Regions from separate parts of the Triticum aestivum genome. Here region 1 is linked to region 2. Evidence: chromatin contacts called from public Hi-C data. All regions are on one chromosome and are shown on one strand. Each heading gives the region's core, a stretch centred on a gene start, on an enhancer-like site or on the middle of the called end of the contact. The rest is flanking DNA. Distances are from core to core; before and after follow the strand shown.

Region 1 (3,161 bases), core at 536-3,035, 160 kb after region 2:
CTTCGTCTACGACCGCGCGCTCGTCCCGCTGGCCCGCCGCCGCACGGGCCTGGACCGTGGCATCTCCTTCCTCCACCGCATGGGCGTCGGGTTCACCATCTCCGTGGCGGCCTCTCTCGTCGCGGGCTTCGTCGAGCGCCACCGCAGGGAGGCCGCTGCGGCCGGGGGAACCACCGACGCTGGGACGGCCCCACTGTCCGTGTACTGGCTGGTGCCGCAGTACGCGCTTCATGGGGTGGCTGAGGCTTTCAACTCCGTGGGGCACCTGGAGTTCATGTACGACCAGGCTCCGGAGAGCATGCGCAGCACGGCAACGGCGCTCTTCTGGCTGTCCATCTCGCTGGGCAGCTATGTGAGCACACTGCTGATCACCATCGTTCACCGGTGGAGTGCCGGTCCCGACGGATCCAACTGGCTCCCGGACAACATCAACCGCGGCAAGTTGGACTACTTCTACTGGGTCGTGACGCTGCTGCAGGTCATGAACCTGGTGTACTATCTGATATGTGCTAGACAATACACGTACAAGCCCGTGCAACACCACGAGGAAGAGGAGGGGGAGGACAAGTCCATGGTGGAGCTGCAACAGAAGGTTTGAGCGAGTAACACTATGCAATGTAGTGTGATGTATATCAGTATATGCAGGTTACTGGCCTAACTAGCTAGGCAGACAGATCTGTGAAGATGGAGGTGAATGTATATGTCATTCAGGGTTTGTATGGAGATCAGGAACAGACAAATGTATCTAGTTCACTAGCAAGTTGCCAAGTTGAGTGAGTAACACTATGCAATTTAGTGCGATGTATATCAGTACATGGCTATATGCAGGCACTGGCCTAGCTAGCTAGAAGAAGGAGCTGAATGTATGTGTCATTCAAGGTTTGTATGGAGATCAGAAACAGAGAAATGTATCTAGTTCACTAGCAAGTTGAGCTAATATCAGGTTTCTACGAATGTGTAACTCTGCTCGTCATGTTCATAGCTGATAGCGGTTATTTGCTAGTGTTTGATGGCAAATTCATGTGACGAATTTGTCAATGACAGAAACAATCTCATCTTGGCACCATAGCTCTTAAATCACAACTCAGCAGTGCCATATTATTCAAGAACTATACCGAGATACCATACATAGCAACATTCTTGGACATGACCTTTAATCCTAATTGCCATCATGTGGACTGGTTGAATAAAGCCATTGTTGTGCACATTGACCACAATAGTTCTCTTATAACAGTTTGCCTAAGAAATGCAGTAGTGCAGATGCTGCAGGTCAGATATGGAATTAGGTTGGCGGTACTAACCATCGGCAGTTGACCACAAGCCGTGCAGAACCCGCTGGCTGTGGTCGATCGGACGCCGGGGTTACCGAATCAGACGGTGAGCTTGATCTCGAAGCCGAGGGAGGGGTGGATGTGGTCGGCTGGGGATGTGACGACGGCGGTGACGGCGGCGGCAGGAGGGCCGACGGGGAGGCGGCGGGTGACCATCTCGTCGACCTTGGCAGGGTCGCCGGAGAGGAGGGCCTCCACGGTGCCGTCGCGGCGGTTGTTGCGGACCCAGCCGGCGAGGCCGAGGGACTCCGCCGTCTCGGCCGTCCAGTCGCGGAAGCCCACGCCCTGGACCCGGCCCTTGACCACCACGCGGACCGCCTTGTTCGCGGGAGGTTGGTCGGGGGAAGGCGACGAGGCGGCGGAGGTGGCCATGGCGTCGGCGGGGAAGGGGCGAGGCAGCGGCAGGCGGCGATAGAGACGTGAGAGCTGAGACAACTGGGGGGCAGAGGAATCTTGTGTTCGTCGGGCCTCTAAAGTCGAAGTAGCTTTCGGCCCAAAAGCTTTGGGAAAAGGGTTGCAATTTTTGACATTTGATCGGAAGCAGCTAACCAACTAAACAAGTGATGTGTCTCAAAAAAAACTAACCAAGTGATATCTCTTAGATCACCCTAAAGAACATTTTTAATCGCAAATTTTTAAAACTAAACAAATATTTTTTTACATTGTAATTTTTCTTCAAATGTCACAAACATTTTTTGGAATGCCTGAACATTTTTAAAAAATGTCACGTACATTTTTTGGATGGTAGGAAACATTATTTTTATCACGCAAACAATTTTTGGACATGTAATAACATTTTTATTCCCGTTTTTTTCATTTCCTTCTTTAATACATATATACTTTTTCAGCACACATTGTAGCATTTTTAGTATACATGAAGCATTTATTTATACATGTTGAATATTTTTCAAATACATAATTAACAAATTTTAGAACTACATGTTTTGAATATACTGCATCTATCTTAGTTGCAAAAAAATGTCTTACATTTTGAGACAGATGAAATATTTTTAATATGTGCTGAACATTTTTCAGATACACCATTTTTTTTGGACGATACAATCATTTTTTTAAACTGCACAATCATTATTTTTACATTTGTGTGAATATTTCGTAAAACTAGTATGAACATATTTTGAAGCGCATGCATATTTTTTAACTGTAACCTACATTTTTCAATGGTTTGAAACATTTTATTTGAATTATAAGAACATTTTTTACATTGCAAAGAATTTTTTAAAACTGTCACATACTTAAGCATGTGAACATTTTTTATATGTCACAATTGTTTTAATCCAATCAACACTTTTTTATACTACGCTAACATGTTTTTTAATTCAGCATTTTATAAAAAAATTAAGTATTTTTTTTGGAATACATGTTTTTTTAAATACAAACAAAATGAAAAATGAAAAAAAGAGAAGAAAAACAAACTGCATGCAGGAAGCTATTTGGGCCGACCCATTTATAGCTACGAGAGGACAGTGCCTGAGACGAGACACAAGAGCCCCATATAAGCAACATATAACCGCACTCTGATTGCTCGGCCGAAGAAGTTCTTTTTATCTTGGTCTAGCCCAAAGCTATGCCCAGTAAATATATGCATTTGTTTCTTCATTCTTTGTTTTGTCGCTAAAAAAAGCGAAAATCCGTTTGTCTAGTGTCTTCTATATCTAAATAGCTAGCTTCCAGTAATCTGTTTTTCTCAATATGCAAGTATGTCACCTCAGCATGAAACATGCATGAGCAAAGGTCCACCCCAACATGCAACTATGCATAAAGGAAAAAAAACACATCAACATGTGAACGTGCATGATAATTTATACTCTA
Region 2 (3,166 bases), core at 440-2,939:
GATTACAAAATTGTTCAATGTTTATCTACAAGATGTGTAACTTATAGTACCAAAATGTTCTCTGTACTAAAGTATTGTTGATGGTATCATTGAAACAATGTTCATTGTGTATTTGAAATAATTTTCATCATATATAATAAAAACATTTAGTGTGTATTTGTAAAATATTCACCATGTATTGACGAATTGTTTTCACCGTGCAGTAAAATTTGGTCACCATGTATTAATAAAAGAAAGAAAGGACAAAAGAGACAAGAAAAAAAGAAAAACCAGAAACCAAAAAAGCTGAAGAAAAGCCTTAAAAGAACCAGAAAAAACATAAAGCAACAGAAAAGCCAACAAAATGAAGCAATGAACGACACACAACTCGCTACCGCGAACTGGGCCGGCTGCAGGCGAAGCCACTCCTATTTACCGCATGTGGGAAGCTTTTGGAACCACCGTCTTTACCAAAAACATTTTAACCCAATAAGTATTTGTGGCCAACTCAATTCAGTCCATTTTGGCAGCCAATTTTGGCCCATTACAATGTTACCCAAGTCGTCAATTTTGTCTAGATGTTAAAGCAATACTTATTTTCTTTTGAGAAAATGTTCGTTGCTTGATATAAACGATCTTATATTTCTTTACAAAGGGAGTATTCATTATTTTGTATCCCTTGATAATTGCATGCACCTTGCAACCGTTGTAGGTTTGCGCGTGAATTTTTGCCAACACTAATTTGATTGTGTAAAAGAAATAATATTATATATCCGATAAACACATATTTGGTAAGAATAGTTGATCTAGAAAAAACAATAATGCAGATAGGCGGTGCTCTCACCTGCGGTGCACCTCACGCGCGTGACGCAGTTCCGCCCCTCTACTCTTCATGCTCCTCCCGGCGAGGAGGAGGTTTATGACGCATAACCCTCCAGTGCAAAGCCCTCGCCCCCCCCCCCTCATCGACGCGAGGCGGCTCGTTTGTCGATTCATGGGTGGCCGCCGCTGGAGCACCACCCATTGGCCAGGAGGAGGCTACAACGCACCACACACTCTGAGGATAAGGTCAGATTCATGGCTTCCCGCGGCTGCTCGCCGAGATCTGGTTGGGAGAGTGATGAGTGAAGGAGAGAGAGGATAGGGCGTGTGGGAGAGGGAAAATGGGTCAGCCGAGATAAAGGATGCCAAGCTGCCCCCTGTTCGCGTGGGTGCTAACGCTCTCTGCTTTAAGATTCGTGCGCCCCATCCGATGGCAGTTGGCGCGTTAGCCGGGAATCCTTAAACATCTGACGTTTGTTAGATAGCTTTTCGTTTTTTAATAAAAAAACATTTTCTTTCTTGTTCTCCAACCCAGCACAACAACCACCTTTTCGCACTCCACATCCGCCCGTCTCCCCCCCTGTGAAGGAAGTATCTCCCCGGATCCGGTACGCCCACCCAACATACGAGTGACCCCCACACGTCACCGCTCAATCCACACCAAACCGCTCTGTGTACACGCGAGCACCTTCCGCACGCAGATCCGCCCACACACCGCCTCGGAGCAGCCGAACTGCCCACCGCCTCGCACCCCGCTGTCCCGCCTCCCGATTCGACACCCGTGGCCCTCCCACTGGCAACCGGGCCAATCTGGCTCAGGCCCCACGTGTCAGGGACAGCAGCCGGACACCGCACCCTCCATCATCTATCTCTATCTGATCGGATATCTTTTTGGTTACGGCTCCAGATTTTTTTGCTACCCCTATAAACTCACTTCCCCCGTGCGCCCCCGTCGTCCTCCCCTCCCTCGCGAGTCCGAAGTCAAGGCGAAAACCCTCGAGGCGAAGCGAGAGTCAGATAGGGATAACCGCGAGAGACGAGAGTCGAGTGAGAGGGTGGAAGAGAAGGCGCGATGAAGCTCAACGTGAAGACCCTCAAGGGCACAAGCTTCGAGATCGAGGCGACCCCCGAGTCCTCGGTACGATCCATCTCCCCCCTTCCTCTTGTCTCTATCTCTCTCCAATCGCGCGCGATTCGGCGCAATTATCCGGCAATTCGCTTGATTCGGGGCGTCCTGGTGCTATTGGGGCGCGGCGTGGTACTGTGATTAGGTGCCCGTGCGGGCGATGTCGCGTTTCTAAGAAATCTGAATCTAGGGTTTAGTCGGTGCTCGGCTCTGCTGGTGTGTGGGGGGTGGATGGCGTGGTGTGTAGATCGGTCGCAACTTGGGGTTGTTGGGGCGCTGATGCCTGTGATTTTACGTCGGCTGGGTGCTCTGAATTGAACGTGTTGAGTACTGCTCGGTAGTAGTCACTTGTGCGGGATTTTTTTGGGGAAGTCTGTTATCTGTTGTAGCCAAATTGTTTGGGCCTGCAAATGCTTGATGTTGTGCTTCACTAGTACTAATCTGTTTGTTTCGCAGGTGGGTGAGGTCAAGAGAATCATCGAGAGTGCTCAGGGGCAGAATGTGTACCCTGCGGATCAGCTGATGATCATATATCAAGGAAAAATTCTCAAGGATGATACCACTCTGGAAGCTAACAAGGTTGCAGAGAACAGCTTCCTTGTTATAATGCTGTCTAAGGTATTTGATGCTTCTTGTCCCGTTAGTTTGCATTGTCAGTTCTCCAACTGTTGAATTTTTGCCAGACCCTCGAGTTGTTTGAATAGAAATTAGGCCATATTTGTATGTTGCAGGGAACTAAGCTTGACAATGTAGCTTATTTTAGTCAAGATCTAATGAATACTTATGGCATTAATGAGTATATATTTCATTACCTTGATCTGTAATCCTTTGAAATTTGACGGACCTTATTAGACATCAAGTTTTTTGTCGAAGTATTCATGTTTGTCTGATAATCAAAATGAGATGCCTGCTCAAACCAATATGGATCCCACCATTTCCCTCCTTTTGTTTAGCCAACACCCAACGTTGAGCTGTAATCATAGACATACGATGATGTGCTCTGTTACACATCTGAAATGCACTTGCGTGTTTAATTCAGCCATGGTATTTAATATTTGCCGTGTTTTGAGTTTTTAGCCCGCTAATTGGATGAAGCAATATATATTGGTCTTAGTGGTTTCATTCATGTGGATTCCACATTTGTATGTTCTCTCAGTAATGTCTCCATTCTGCACTTTCAATGTTCTTTTATCAATCACTCCTAATGTTCTTTTGTTAAGCGCTTCTCAATCAAATCAT

What was found. Hi-C and Micro-C count contacts between places; a contact is called where the count stands out from the background.
Region 1: a Hi-C map of leaf shows a contact between it and region 2, with 7 times the contacts expected there. The contact joins the promoter of LOC123149978 here to the promoter of LOC123149972 in region 2. A contact is called at or near these places in 3 of 5 Hi-C or Micro-C datasets (leaf and an unstated tissue) and 1 of 1 datasets of contacts at active chromatin or transcription factors (leaf).

The regions. Positions count from the first base shown.
Region 1 is chr7A:174,313,107-174,316,267 of IWGSC CS RefSeq v2.1, forward strand. LOC123149978 (acylphosphatase) reads right to left here and starts at 1,786. Exons shown (of 1, transcript XM_044569769.1): 1 at 1,053-1,786. The coding sequence starts at 1,703. The coding sequence ends at 1,371. It overlaps LOC123149977 (protein NRT1/ PTR FAMILY 3.1), which reads left to right. Exons shown (of 4, transcript XM_044569768.1): 4 at 1-961. The coding sequence ends at 598.
Region 2 is chr7A:174,156,372-174,159,537 of IWGSC CS RefSeq v2.1, forward strand. It overlaps LOC123149972 (ubiquitin receptor RAD23d), which reads left to right and starts at 1,690. Exons shown (of 12, transcript XM_044569762.1): 1 at 1,690-1,939; 2 at 2,384-2,545. The coding sequence starts at 1,874.